Regions from separate parts of the Bombyx mori genome. Here all the other regions are linked to region 1. Evidence: chromatin contacts called from public Hi-C data. All regions are on one chromosome and are shown on one strand. The core of a region is the stretch at or near the end of the contact, and the rest is flanking DNA. Distances in the headings are between cores, read along the strand shown.

Region 1 (2,769 bases), core at 137-2,636:
ATTCCTTTTCAAATTTACCAACAATATTTGGATGTGAAGTAACTATTACACTCTCATGATTAGATACCATGGCATGGGTGGACCAATTCAATGAACCGGACATAACGAAACCTTTAACAGTTTTATATTTCGTTGTTTGTCTTGCACTTTTATTGCATTGAGAATACACATTCAACTTTTCAGCATAGGTCTTTAAGGTGTTTTTGCGTTTAATAGCCTTAGGCCCATCAATGATGCAGAATTTGTGATGCATTAGTATTGATTTCTTGCTTGTTTGTATTTGGATGAAACCTGCAATAACAAGGTAAAAATTGAAATAGTGAGGTACATCTCACAATAATAAGGCCAGGAGATCTTGCAAGATAGCAGTTCCTCTTGATATTAATCAAAACCAATACCCTTAACTACGGACGTGGCTAGCTTGAGATTTAGCGGATTGTGCCTCAAGTTCAAGATACCTTTGACAAGGCAACAAGGTTTACACCTTCAAGATGTTTGCTCATAAATGGAAATGTACTTTAATATTTGTGAAAAATATTGGTTCAGCAATCGAGTATTTGATAAAACTTAAATACTCACTATATTCTTTCAGCTTCTTAATTTGTGACGGCGGGGTGTAAGCCATGTCGCTATCAACGACTATTCTCACCAAAATGTGTTTTTGTCCCAGTCGTATAATCTGCTCAGCAATTTCGTTGCTCGTGATAAGATACATACAAACGTCTAGCGTTTCTCTCGCCGACTTTATGTATTTAATCAACTTGAAACAATTTAATTCACGACTTTCACATATGGTTATTTCTTTGTTTGGTGGTACTCTGATGGTATGACGAATAACATCGTCCGAAAATAAGATGACATCGTTTATTTCACGACTTCTGTTAGTTAGCAATTCGCAAGAGTCGTTGATGTTGAATTCAGGAGACGATTTTGCCTTTTCGTTGAAAAAATAATTATAAATCTTTTTGGCTACCTGTGAAGCGACGATCACAGCGGCTGCAGTTGTCAGGAAAAACTTTGTACTTTTGAAGTCCATTATTATTATTGCACTTTAAAATATATGTACAAACCGCAAAGTCTTAAAATACAAAATTACATCCAAAGCCCACCATGCTGTCCACGCATTTGTAAACTGTCGATCTTAAGCTTTTTTTAACTACCCTCGAAATGCTGTTTATTTCAGATTTATTTTTAATATTTTGATCCTATATGAAATGAGTCAATGCAATAAGGAAATTTCGCAGCTTTAGTTAAAAATCTAAACATTAGTAATTGAAGGGTTGAAAGTTATGGTTAAAATTTGAATTAATTTAATTTTTATCTTTTTGTTTTTTTATTGCCCTTGTAGGCAGACGAGCACACGGCCCACCTGATGGTGAGTGGTTACCGCCGCCCATGGACTTCAGAAATGCCAGGGGCAGAGCCAAGCCGCTGTCTACCGCATGTAGTCTGTGTCCTGCTTAGAGTGTTGATCTGTGAACTGGCCTATTCATCTAAAGGAGACATAATATTAAGCCATTGAAGGTTATGGAGTTTATTGAGAGCGAAAAACTAGAAGAAGACCGTCTTAAAGATAAAAAATTTGAATTTAGAAAAATAATAATTAGATGAAACTTTAAATTCGTAAGCTTCTAGTACCTATGTAAAGCAATACCATTCAGTTTGCTGCAATTTTTAAGAACTGTTTGTGTTTTTGTACCTCTAAGCACAGGATTCTTACTCAATGCGATCATCGTTGACATTGACAATTTGACATGTCAAATAATCTGAATTCTCAGTTTGATTTTGATTGATCAAGTTTGAAAATAGGAGATAAAATAAACAAAGGTGCTTGCTCGGTTCATAAATTGTTGCATCGTTATGTGACAATAGCGTACCAATTGTAGTTGGAGCTTGTGTCATAAATCTTAAGAAAAAGCCGTCGATTATTCAAAGAAAAAATATAGAAAAACCAATACAACAAACTACCGTTTACGGCCATTTCTGAAAAACGATCAATGAAGCTTACCGTGTATTTTGACTAAAGAAAATGCCTAAAATACCATATAAACCAGAAAAGTCTGGTGGAAATGACGATGACTACGAAATTGTTTCGTTCGATGATTTTTCCGACAAATCTCCGGGTTCGAAAACTGATTTATTAACTTTGAATGATAACATAAATTATCGTCTCTATTACGAAGCAGATAAACAATCAAAATATCTAGAAAACAATGGAGAATCATCCAAAGGTATTGACAGTCATACAGAAACGTCGCTGAATGGAGCAAGAAATGGATCATTCAGAAAATTATCAAATTCTTTTGTCCCATTCGGAAAATCCGGCGGGAAGACTCACACGCCGTTATTTAGCGGCGTTAAGTCTAAGAATGAAAATGAATCTTCATCTAGAGAACACAGGTAAGTGATTATCTCATTAACCATTTCATATTAAAATTTCCCACTTTTATAAGAAGACTGTCACTTTATCAATGTGTTTTTGTGATAGTGGTGCCACATCTTAGCGCGCGAATAAACTACACTCTTGCAAAAACCCCTGTTGTCGTAATTCTAATAATTATTTTTAATTTTTTTGAGTGCAGAACTACTCATTACTGTTTGAGAATACTCTTGTCAGATATTTTATAGTCCAAATTAAACTATCATCATATATTTAGTAAAAGTTTAGTACACAGTAATGCAGTAAAAATTATAAGTTTTAAGAATAAATTTTCAGTAATGATAGAACTTTTCTCCAACATGGTACTTTTCTTGCTCGTAATGGAGAGG
Region 2 (2,803 bases), core at 78-2,577, 650 kb before region 1:
GTAACAGCTATTTTGCTTTTAAGAATAGTAGTGATGTATAGATTACATTGGTACAGCATACAGGTACATCTAGTGTGTTTAAAACTTAAACAAACCTGCTGTGCAGTTAAGGAGTGTAAGTCAGCAATAAACAGTGTTAAGTCATTGCCTTGCTGTTGCAAGCGCACACAGCGTCTGATTGCACCAAAGTAGTTCCCAACATGCAGGCTACCAGTTGGTTGGATTCCAGAGACCACACGTCGTGGCCATTCTTCAACTTGAGAATTTTCATTTGCCGCATTCTAAAATAAATATTTTGTAAATTTGTAAAAACAGCAGCCAAATTTTTTAATTAAGTATGAAATATATTTTTTTGCTTTATAACAAATTTTAAATTGGTGGGTTTCATTTATCCATAAAACTCTTTACTTTAAGAATTATTGCAAACGGACTAACCAGGTTGAATTCAAACTTTCACTACATCATAGGTACATAGTGTCTGATATAGGTACATATAAATATATATTTACAACATGAAAAAAACTGTGTTTTGAACTCCTTCAAAAACCGATTGAGAATATATTTATATAATTAAATTTTGTCTATGAAATCCTAATGGGTTGTTTTTGTTACTGTTATTTGTTACTGTTTTCTTTATGTTTGTTGATACTTTGTTGTAAATGATCTGATACTTTATTGTAAATAATATTTAGGTTATAAGCGATGTAAATACTGCACCTTTACGCAACAATTTTGGCTGAAACTTCTGTGAATTCCTTTTAGACATTTTTTACAATGAACAATACTTCTTTTAATCAAGTTCATTTTTTAAATTTATTAATAGTTTATATTGCCGACTACTACCTTTATATTCTTAATTAATAAGTGTACTTTAGTGTACCTACTATGTTTATACTGAATCGATTAGGGATACACGATCAGCTGTAGTTTGGCAATGACAATTAATTGTAATAATAGTTTCATTTTTCCAACTGTAAAGGCGAAGGTATTACACCACAAAGTCTAATCTTTTGTATGATCACTAATGATCAGTTATAAAAATTGTAATGGAGCGACATTAATGAAGTTCATTAATTTGAGACATTAATCAATTATTAAATAAAACGAGATGATATGAGATGCAATATAGTCTCAGTAAAATGGTGGTTATTTACTGAGACTTTTTCAGTGGACTTTTTAGAGGATCCCCGGAAATAGCGTCCAGCGGCTTTGTTTCTTTTTTCCACATTTGCGCACTTTAACACATATTAAACAGTTAATAAACAATCTTCATTACACATTTAAATCCAACCATGTTTCCATCAATATCCAGCTGTACGGTTGTTACTAGGTTTCCATGGTAACCTGTGAAAATAACATGACGATGTTGACTCTAAGCTGATTTTAAATTTTATTAAATATCTTTTACATAAGTAGTTTGAATTAACTTAAAAGTATTTTGAAAGTGATGCCTGTAATGAAAGATAATCCTTTACTATCTCCAAATAATTTCTTCTCAAGCATAAATTCGTAACATTATTTATCAAAGGATACTGAAAGTAAGCCACTAGATGTTTATTTAGAGTTTCTGACTAATTGAGATCACAAACCGTACTTTCACAGATACGGATGTATTACTGTCTTGAATGAGCATCATTTTTATGAAATAAAGCACAGTTATGATTGCTTAGAAACAATATGAATCGCTACGTGGTCTTACAGCAACTAGGCGATGGTACCTATGGATCGGTAGTGCTCGCACAAAGACGAGACACAGGGGAAAAAGTTGCTATCAAACGTATGAAACGTAAATATTATTCATGGGATGAAGCCATGAATCTTCGAGAAGTGAAATCGCTTAAAAAACTCAACCACGCCAATATAGTTAAATTAAGGGAAGTCATACGAGAGAACGACACTCTGTATTTCGTATTTGAATATATGCGGGGAAATCTGTACCAGCTGATACGGGATGCCGATCGTGCATTCCCAGAACCGGTGCTGAGAAACATCATATACCAGGTTCTGCAAGGGCTAGCACATATGCATCGACACGGCTTCTTTCACCGCGATCTAAAACCGGAAAATTTGCTGTGCTGCGGACCGGAATTGGTGAAAATCGCCGACTTGGGTCTCGCCAGAGAAGTCCGGTCGAGGCCGCCCTACACGGATTATGTGTCGACGCGATGGTATCGAGCACCCGAAGTCCTGCTACACGACACCCGATACGGAGCACCCATCGATTTATGGGCGTTAGGGTGCATCACAGCGGAATTGTACACATGTCGTCCGTTATTCCCAGGGAATTCAGAAATCGATCAGTTGCATAAAATATGTGCTACACTCGGAACTCCCGATCGGGATGAGTGGCCTGAAGGCTATTCTCTCGCGGAAGCTTTGCGTTTTCGGTTCCCTATAAGTGCAGGCGTACCATTAGCGCGAGTTGTGCCGACGGCCTCTCCCCCAGCACTTGCTCTACTTGCTGCTCTACTGCGATATCCACCAAGAGATCGACCTACTGCACCTCAAGCTCTACGGTTAGTTTAAATGTTTATAGAGTACTCGTTCTCGGCTCAACAAAACTAGTTTTTGATAATGCTATAGGTACTTAAGTAGATGTTGAGGCATTACGAGTCGATTCTACCTGATTTCTGAATTGAGGGAATTGACTGACAGATGTGATATCTATTTTTGCAATCCAAATAACGGAATGCAAATACGATAGCTGCTTAAGCACAGTTCAGTCGTGATCTCGTACAAACAAGTAAAACAAAAATGCGCACACATGATTAAATGAGTTTATTAGTAATCTTATTAAAACTTT
Region 3 (2,830 bases), core at 99-2,598, 860 kb before region 1:
CGAAGCAGCACAACCAAGACACCATTAATAAATGAGTAAAAGAGAGGGAACAAAAACTATCGATCAATAAACGACAAAAGCGACGCAGGGCAAACACAACAACCATAGATTTTTTTTTTGATACAATTTTTCCTTATTAGGAAAGACAAGGGAATCTATGCCCATTGTATGTTTAACCATAGATTATGAATGGCGCTCTCATATTAGGTATTAGATTTAGAGCTCCGTAGTATTACAATCGCTAGATTTTTCACTATTAAATTCATTGGATATTTTAGGAGAAATGCGAGCGAAAAAGATATTTATAAAAAATATGCTAATTTAAAGTTAGTTTAAGTTTGTCTTAATTATGAATAAATAGATTAAAAGAAGTAAACATAAGACTCGACTTAAAGGTCTCGGTACCAAGCCATAGAAAAACATAAATTTATAATACAGTCTGCGTCTTTCTTTAAGGTTTTCAATCATTTCCAAGTACTAAAATAAGAACTTTTATTTCATCCTTGACTAATATTTTACTGTTATTTTGTGTAAAAACTCTATTAAAACACAAAACCAATCGGGAATTAAGAATCTGTTTAGATTTAGCTTGCTGTATTTAACATAATATGTCCTAAATATTCATATTATATTTTAAGATGATTTTTAAAATTACCGTCAAATTTTTTGAGAAATGCTCATTTGCATGGAGTTCTTGTAGTACCTACTAACTCTCTGGGCATTTGACAATGGATGGAATCATGATACACATATATTAATTGATGGAATTTTATTTTGAAAACTGGCAGTCAATGGGCAGTCATGGCTTTACTAAATTTATTAATTTTTTGGCGGAAACACGAGGAGTGAAGTTGTGTGATTTGTTTTATTTGTCTATTTAGTGTTTCTTCAGATTTAAATGTGTATATAATTACGGTAGTTTATTAACTGGTTAATATCTGTGAAAGTGCACAAATGTGGGAAAATGAAACAAAGTCGCTGGGAAGTAGCTTCTCGGGATCCTCCAAAAATTCCACTGAAAAAATCTCACTAAATGGCCACCATTTTACTAAGATTATATTTCGTCCCATATCATCTCATTTCATTTAATTTCATCCCAGTTGATAAATGTCTCATATTAATCATCTTAATTTCATTTCTTTTCACTCCATATTATCATTTTTCACAAAAATAAGAATGTAAATAAAAATAAGATATGACTTAAAAGTCTTAGCTTACAGGTCATAAAATCCCATAAAAATTAAACAATTAAATTAATTATGCAAAACCGCTAAAAGTTTGCCATACTGGAAAAAAGGAGCACTGAATGAGTGGCAACAAAATTTTGATCTGTCATATTTTGGGTTGGATATTTTGGATCCTTGATATCTGTTTTATAAAACGAATAAATTTGTAAAATGGCCAAAAAAACATACGACTTGTTATTCAAACTGCTTCTCATCGGTGACTCCGGAGTTGGAAAAACGTGCATATTGTTTAGGTTCTCAGATAACCACTTCACAACGACTTTTATTTCGACGATAGGTAGGAACCACCTTGTTATTTTCTTAATTTCCTATCTTGCACTCGTGCCGGTAATAACTGGAGATTTGTCTTCATAAAATATTAAAAACTGTACTTATTCAATAATAATTGAACAATTCTTTGAACGTAACGTAACTACTTTTACAATAATTTAAATTTTTAGGTATCGACTTCAAAATAAAGACAGTGGAATTAAGGGGTAAGAAAATAAAGCTCCAGATATGGGACACTGCTGGGCAGGAGCGTTTCCACACCATCACGACGTCGTATTACCGCGGCGCTATGGGCATCATGCTCGTATACGACATAACAAATGAAAAAACATTTGATGATATCGTTAAATGGTTACGAAATATAGACGAGGTTTGTAACAACAAATATGTAATGACTCATTTCCTTCACATTTCGTTATTTAATCAATATCAAGGGACCTAAATTGAATAGTCAAAGAATGTGAGATATAAAACAAATTCTATAAAAACTGTGTGACACTAGTGAAAAAATTAATCCCCTAATTTGGGCTATAGCTCAAATGCTAAATTCACTAGTCAATATTATGTAACTGCAGTACTGAAAATAGTTACCGCAGAAGTTTTAGACAGAATAATGATTGTAACCACAAAGCTGCAATATTGCCAGTTACATTGGTAATAAGTTTGGTTTGAATATATAAATGAAATGAAAACAAATTTCAATGAGGTCAAAGTCCTTGATTAAAAAACAATTTAGTTTGATAACTAGTGAACCAAGGTAAAACTAACATAACTTATTTATCGTTTTGCATCAGTTCTCACAAACAAAAATTTACTTGTACAGTCAATTCTTAGCATTAATAACTCTTGTAAACTTTCAACAGTTATTCTTTGAGTTGTAGTAGTTCTTTGCAATAACCTTAGTGTTGGTCTAACTATTATCTGTGATACTTACAACTCTGAAATATTGAGAACTCACTATAACAAAATTTTTTGGTAGAGACACGTTTAATAATAGCAATTTAAGTAACAGTAAAATATTGTTATTGAAATGTTACTTTATAAATGTGATTTAATATGAGACAATTTAAAAATTATCCATGCTCAGTCTCTGTGGCATTGAGAAAATATTAGTATTGCCTATTAACAGTAAGGTCACAAAATATGAACATTAAAAAATAACAGTAATTTGTTAAGCTTAGTAAATTATTGCTATTATGGCATTATGTTTACTGAAGGTCTACAAGATTATATTGACAAAAAATCTTTTCTTTAGCATGCAAACGAGGATGTGGAAAAGATGATACTTGGCAATAAATGTGATATGGAGGAGA
Region 4 (2,700 bases), core at 16-2,515, 850 kb before region 1:
TACTATTTTTTTATAAATTTGGTCCAAGAACCTATTGGCAGCATGACTATTCATTTTTCATTTAAGAATTATTGTTACGTTCTTGTAACATATAAACAAATGCATTCGTTATACAATAAAGGCATAAATACTAATTTCTAACATTTAATAAAGAAATTCAGGCAAAATAACAAACTTCGTTTAGCATGATGGTAAAATTCATGATTTTTCACATAACTTACCAACTTGATACAGTCTTCCCTCAGGTGAAAAGATAGTAATATGTCTGTCGAATCCGGCACTGCTTTCTCGAGCCATTCTATTTATTCAATATCAAAAATAAGATTAAAATTTACAAAATTCTACAATGCAACTTTGACAGCCGACAAAAATTATGTTTGACAATTTAGCCAATTTTTCAAATCTAAAATATCATCAATCCTGTTCTCGCTAGTCATGGAAAAAAAAATACAAATAAATTTGAGCAAAGGAAACAAAATTTTACTTTTTGACCTCTATTTTACGAAAATTACTCTGTGAGTAGTTAGGTAGGTATACTATCAAATCGTATTTGAAGTTTATTTTTTACAGCCAAAGATATGTACCTATGTAAGTATGCATTCCATATCCATTGCACTCGCAGTGAATTTCTGTCACTCTATTCAATTTATCAAACATGTACAATACAATGCAATTCTACAATAAAATACATTTTAGTGCTTCCAAAAGAGTTTATTTGGACTTTTTTATGAGAAAGCCAGAAGTTCTTTCTTCAGATTTAAGCACGCAGTAATAACAACTTTTCAACTGTTTAGCATCTACAAAATAGTACAAGTGAGGGAAAATTAAACAAAGTCACTGTCCGTGACTTCTTAGATTCTACCACAAATACTCATTCAAATCTTTATAAATTTCCATAATTTTACTTTGCCTTTATATTATTTCATAACATTTTATTTTTATTTTTTTCATTCCCATTGATTACAAATTCAAATAACCTACTTTGTTCGTTACACTATATTACTAATTTAACAAAATGTAATAATTTGGTATCGCAAGAAACCGAATGCTATACTGAAAGAAGAAGATAAAGAATCCGTTTTGAAGGAAATTGTTAACAATTAAACATTTATTTAAAAATTCTGTTCAATTTTTCTTTTTTTGGCTGTCTTTTCTTCATAAAGTATAATGCACTACCATTATTTTCTGACCTTTAGCATTATCGTTTGCCTTATGATTCTCATGCCTGTGAAAATGTACAAAACAAACAAAATAAAGTATCTATGTTCAGTTGTTGACAGTTAATTGTGTGTGAAGGTTGTGTGATTTAAATTTAGTTTCCGTTTATTTTCTCGAGATTTTCTTTTAAATTATTTTAAAAGAAAAGGATTGCGAAATCAATAAAATCTACTATAGATATATAATTTTGATATCCTTCTGTAATTATACACAGTTTTTTTTCCAAATACATAATGCAAGAAACCGTTGCAAATAATAACGAAAGAAAATCACTGTTTTCGTCGTTCTTAGAAGTTTTGGAAGCTAGGGAGAAACATGCTCAAGTAGATAGAGAGCTACAAGAGGAGAAATACCTCAGGAGGACACAGAGAATATACGATTTCCACGGTAATTAAACATATAAGTTGTGTTTGCCGATAGTTATCAAATCTGGTTTTGAATATTTCAGTACGACAGTTTAACGACATTTTTGCATAATTTAAATTTTTTTATTGAGTTGATCCGTTAACGGATTTCGGCGGCCTGTTATTAAAAGTTAATAAATACCTATAGGGTCTGATTTTTCAAAATTTCTAATCAATTTGAATGTTGAATACATTTTATACAAAAATAATTGAAGTGCAATGTTAGTCGAATAGAATTTGTTGTTTCTGGGTTTATGTATTACTATTATTATTCTTACTCTTTATTACTCTTTTTTTATTACTTAAAAGGGTGGACGAGCTCACTGCCCACCAGGTGTTAAGTGGTAACCATAGATATCTCCAACGCAAATGCTGCCACCCACTGAGACATGAATTCTAAGGTCTTGCTTTTAATCAACACACAACAATCAACACAATTCTTGAATATACCATACATAGTCAGATGCTCATTTCTTAACATATCATATTCCATATACCATAAGCCTGTGTCACTCATCATCATGCATTCCACCTGAATTTGGCATTAATTTAATTCACCACTTTCATCACTTTTCTCAATAAGAGAAATAAAGCTTTTCATAAAGTTTCATTAACTTTTTGCACAAATCACATTAACATTATTATTTTATTTTTTATAGCTTAAATGGGTAGACAAGATCACGGCCCACCTGGTGTTAAGTGGTAACCGGAGCCTATAGACATTTACAACATAAATGCCGCCACCTACCTCGACACATGAGTCTCAGTTTGAACATTACAATGGCTGCCCCACCTTTCAAACCGAAACGCATTACTGCTTCACAGCAGAAATAGGCGGGGTGGTGGTACCTACTGTGATTCTTATGTCTTTTTACTTATTATTGGGTTCCCAACCTCTGCTAATACTTGTTCAGATTAATTACTTACAGAAACCTGATTTTTAAATGTGGTCCTATAAATCCGTTACATAAGACCTTTCATATTTTCAAAGTCGATATCTAGAATAAACTTTTGCCCCTATAGTGCTGTAGTTAGGGGGAGGGTGATGGGAGAGATGTGCTCTGCACTAAACGTTTCG
Region 5 (2,700 bases), core at 40-2,539, 600 kb before region 1:
GGACTTTTGCTTGTTCGGAGTCCATTAACGGAAGCGGTCAGATACGCAGGATATATTTAGATGCGCAAACGTTTGCGCTCACGCAGGCGCACACCCTCGTCCTACCCTTCTTGGATCAGTGGAACGGGAAACCGCTACGACTGAAGAAGGGGTTGGATGTTGTGTCTGGCCGACGGTGACTATATGCCCTCCACCGTCGCCCTAGGCCATCCACCTTGCCTTGCTGACCCGCCGAGTCCGCCAAGTCACGTTGCATATCTGCGTTGTGTTGCCTTCCTCGCCAAGTCAGACTTTGTGTGTTAAGCGGGAGGGAGCCGCGTGTAGGGATGGGTATTAAAGAGATGAGGAGAAGAGGGAGTTAGGAGTAGGAAGGACAGGATACTGTAGCCACGGAAGAGTAGGTTGTGGTCTATAGCAGCTCAGGGAAGGCGGGATCGCGTGCCCGTGCACTCAGTAATATACTACCGGACAGATAGTATATTTGAGCGCCCCCTGCCTCAAGCCCCCGCCTGTCTCAGCGCTACTATAGTATCCCTACAAAGAATAAAGTTAAACTTCATCACCAAAATTTTAAAACCAGACAGTCGCGTCATGCATCAGCACACAAGTTATTTTTAATTTATTTTCTAGTATTTCATTTATCAATAATATACTTCTTCTAGAGTCTATCTATTTTATATTAAACATTTGAATACGTCTTTAGTATAAGTACATTAAAAATAGGATGTTTTAAATAAATAAAAGCACTACTTTTGACTTAAAATATTTGCTTGGTTTGGTCCTTTACAAGAGAAGTGCTACCTACCGACAGCCTACATGACCTGTGCTAGAAAGGACACAACAAAAAAAATCTATGAATATTCATATACACAGTGTATCACTATTTATTGTCTATGGATTACATATCCAAATTTTCGATTTTTGAGGTTACACTATATTTTCGAATAATTTCGAACTACCTAATGAGTCTTGTTTGCATTAATTAATATTACTTGTTATTATCTCTAAAGTTTATTTCCGTAATGGGAGACTCCGCATATAAACCGAAAATCAGCGGTACTCAACAAGATCCAGTGCTCAAGCAGGCCGAAATAGCTTATATGAAATTAATCGAAGAGAGAAATCGCGAACGCGTTCAAAAATTACAAGTGATTTCGAAACGCAATCGACTGACGGGCTTCACGATAGGAGCCGGAGTGTTGGGTGTTTACTTGTATTCTATCTTCGCCATCAAACAGGAGACGTTCCTTGACGATTTCGACGAGCCCCCGAAAATACAGCAGTAATCATGGCCGTCGCTAAAACTGCATTACAGATAAGGCTGCCTCCACTACCAAGCATCAAGGATGTCATCAAACTCTACAAATTACGCGCTTTACGAGAGCTGTCACAGAATTTTCTCATGGAACCGAGACTTATTGACAAAATAGTGCGTGCCTCAGGTAATATTCAGAATCATACCGTTTGTGAAGTTGGACCCGGCCCGGGTGGAATAACTCGGTCTATAATAAGGCAGGCACCTAAGAAACTTGTTTTAATTGAAAAAGACCCTCGGTTCTTACCATCGTTGGAGCTTTTAGCCGATGCTTGTCGAGATAAAGTCGATGTTGACATTATAACGGGTGATATTTTGAAAACAGATTTAAGTCAATTTATACCGAGTGATGCAAAAGTCCACTGGTTGGATCCACCTCCACCAGTTCACCTCATTGGCAATCTACCATTTAGCGTGTCTACAATTTTGATCATAAGATGGTTGGAGATGATATCTAAACATGAAGGACCATGGTTGTTTGGGAGAACAAGAATGACTCTTACTTTTCAAAAAGAAGTTGCAGAGAGAATGGCTGCCCGTATCTTAGATAAGCAAAGGTGCAGGTTATCAGTTATGTGTCAATCTTGGTGCACTGTAAAATACAATTTTGATATACCAGGTACTGCATTTTTGCCGAAGCCAGATGTAGACGTCGGTGTAGTTACTCTAACACCATTAAAACATCCAATAATAAAATTGCCATTTAAACTTACTGAGAAAGTTGTCCGTCAAATATTTTCAATGAGACAAAAGTATTCGATACGGGGTGCTCAGACGTTGTTCCCAGAAGAAGTGAGAGAAGAGGTAGCTTTAAAAATGTACAACATTGCTGATATTGACCCTGTGACCAGGCCTTTTCAGATAACCAATATGGAATTTGCCAGATTATGTGAAGCATACAATGATATCATAAAGCAACATCCTGAGTTTGAGCATTATGATTACAGAGCACCAAAAAATAAAAATAATCTTATAAATGCAGAGGAAGTTAATATAGAATGTAACATGTGAACTGTAGATACTTTATAAATAAAACAAATTTAGTTTCAGGTCGATTTTTATTTCACTTTGAAAACAGCCATACAAAATGTATACTTCAATTACAAAATACAATGTAAGTTGGTCAAATAAGGTGTCCTAACTTTAGACCTTTCTTTTTATTGTTTGATGTTTAAAGTAATGCATTGTTGTCACTGCAGTGCTGGGATATTTAAATTTATTTTTACTATGCAATAGAGCATTATAGTTGCAGGTGGGCTGCAACCTGCTGTCAAGCAAAAAAATTGACTGACAATTAGCAAGGTCAGCACCACCTGATGATACTTACGTGCCCATGTCTCTGGGCTTTCACCTGGTAGCTATTATTTTGAGTGCCCATCTAGAGC

Evidence for each region. Hi-C and Micro-C count contacts between places; a contact is called where the count stands out from the background.
Region 2: a contact with region 1 is called in a Hi-C map of posterior silk gland, with 1.9 times the contacts expected there. The contact joins the promoter of LOC101746146 here to the promoter of LOC101737929 in region 1. A contact is called at or near these places in 5 of 7 Hi-C or Micro-C datasets (middle silk gland, posterior silk gland and whole pupa).
Region 3: a contact with region 1 is called in a Hi-C map of posterior silk gland, with 2.0 times the contacts expected there. The contact joins the promoter of Rab-10 here to the promoter of LOC101737929 in region 1. A contact is called at or near these places in 2 of 7 Hi-C or Micro-C datasets (posterior silk gland and whole pupa).
Region 4: a contact with region 1 is called in a Hi-C map of posterior silk gland, with 3 times the contacts expected there. The contact joins the promoter of LOC101743313 here to the promoter of LOC101737929 in region 1. A contact is called at or near these places in 2 of 7 Hi-C or Micro-C datasets (posterior silk gland and whole pupa).
Region 5: a Hi-C map of whole pupa shows a contact between it and region 1, with 5 times the contacts expected there. The contact joins the promoter of LOC134198673 here to the promoter of LOC101737929 in region 1. A contact is called at or near these places in 6 of 7 Hi-C or Micro-C datasets (middle silk gland, midgut, posterior silk gland and 2 more).

The regions. Positions count from the first base shown.
Region 1 is chr11:18,640,309-18,643,077 of ASM3026992v2, reverse strand. It overlaps LOC101737929 (mitochondrial cardiolipin hydrolase), which reads right to left and starts at 1,386. Exons shown (of 3, transcript XM_004932841.5): 1 at 580-1,386; 2 at 1-291. The coding sequence starts at 1,036. It overlaps LOC101736905, which reads left to right and starts at 1,755. Exons shown (of 35, transcript XM_012696118.4): 1 at 1,755-2,400. The coding sequence starts at 2,030.
Region 2 is chr11:19,286,503-19,289,305 of ASM3026992v2, reverse strand. It overlaps LOC101746146 (serine/threonine-protein kinase MAK), which reads left to right and starts at 1,327. Exons shown (of 6, transcript XM_021348649.3): 1 at 1,327-1,538; 2 at 1,603-2,516. The coding sequence starts at 1,678. It overlaps LOC101745867 (tryptophan--tRNA ligase, mitochondrial), which reads right to left and starts at 944. Exons shown (of 6, transcript XM_004927121.5): 1 at 718-944; 2 at 96-281. The coding sequence starts at 804.
Region 3 is chr11:19,502,567-19,505,396 of ASM3026992v2, reverse strand. Rab-10 (small GTP-binding protein Rab10) reads left to right here and starts at 1,348. Exons shown (of 4, transcript NM_001098352.2): 1 at 1,348-1,524; 2 at 1,688-1,887; 3 at 2,773-2,830. The coding sequence starts at 1,398. It overlaps LOC101743029 (cohesin subunit SA-2), which reads right to left and starts at 110. Exons shown (of 21, transcript XM_004927037.4): 1 at 1-110.
Region 4 is chr11:19,486,302-19,489,001 of ASM3026992v2, reverse strand. LOC101743313 reads left to right here and starts at 1,265. Exons shown (of 4, transcript XM_004927039.5): 1 at 1,265-1,605. The coding sequence starts at 1,452. LOC732998 (proteasome subunit alpha type 6-A) reads right to left here and starts at 346. Exons shown (of 5, transcript NM_001046994.1): 1 at 222-346. The coding sequence starts at 297.
Region 5 is chr11:19,237,726-19,240,425 of ASM3026992v2, reverse strand. It overlaps LOC134198673 (dimethyladenosine transferase 1, mitochondrial), which reads left to right and starts at 1,289. Exons shown (of 1, transcript XM_062671282.1): 1 at 1,289-2,364. The coding sequence starts at 1,289. The coding sequence ends at 2,326. LOC101746847 (tRNA dimethylallyltransferase) reads right to left here. Exons shown (of 7, transcript XM_038013943.2): 7 at 938-2,700. It overlaps LOC101746569 (cytochrome c oxidase assembly factor 3, mitochondrial), which reads left to right and starts at 1,023. Exons shown (of 1, transcript XM_004927126.3): 1 at 1,023-2,280. The coding sequence starts at 1,023. The coding sequence ends at 1,286.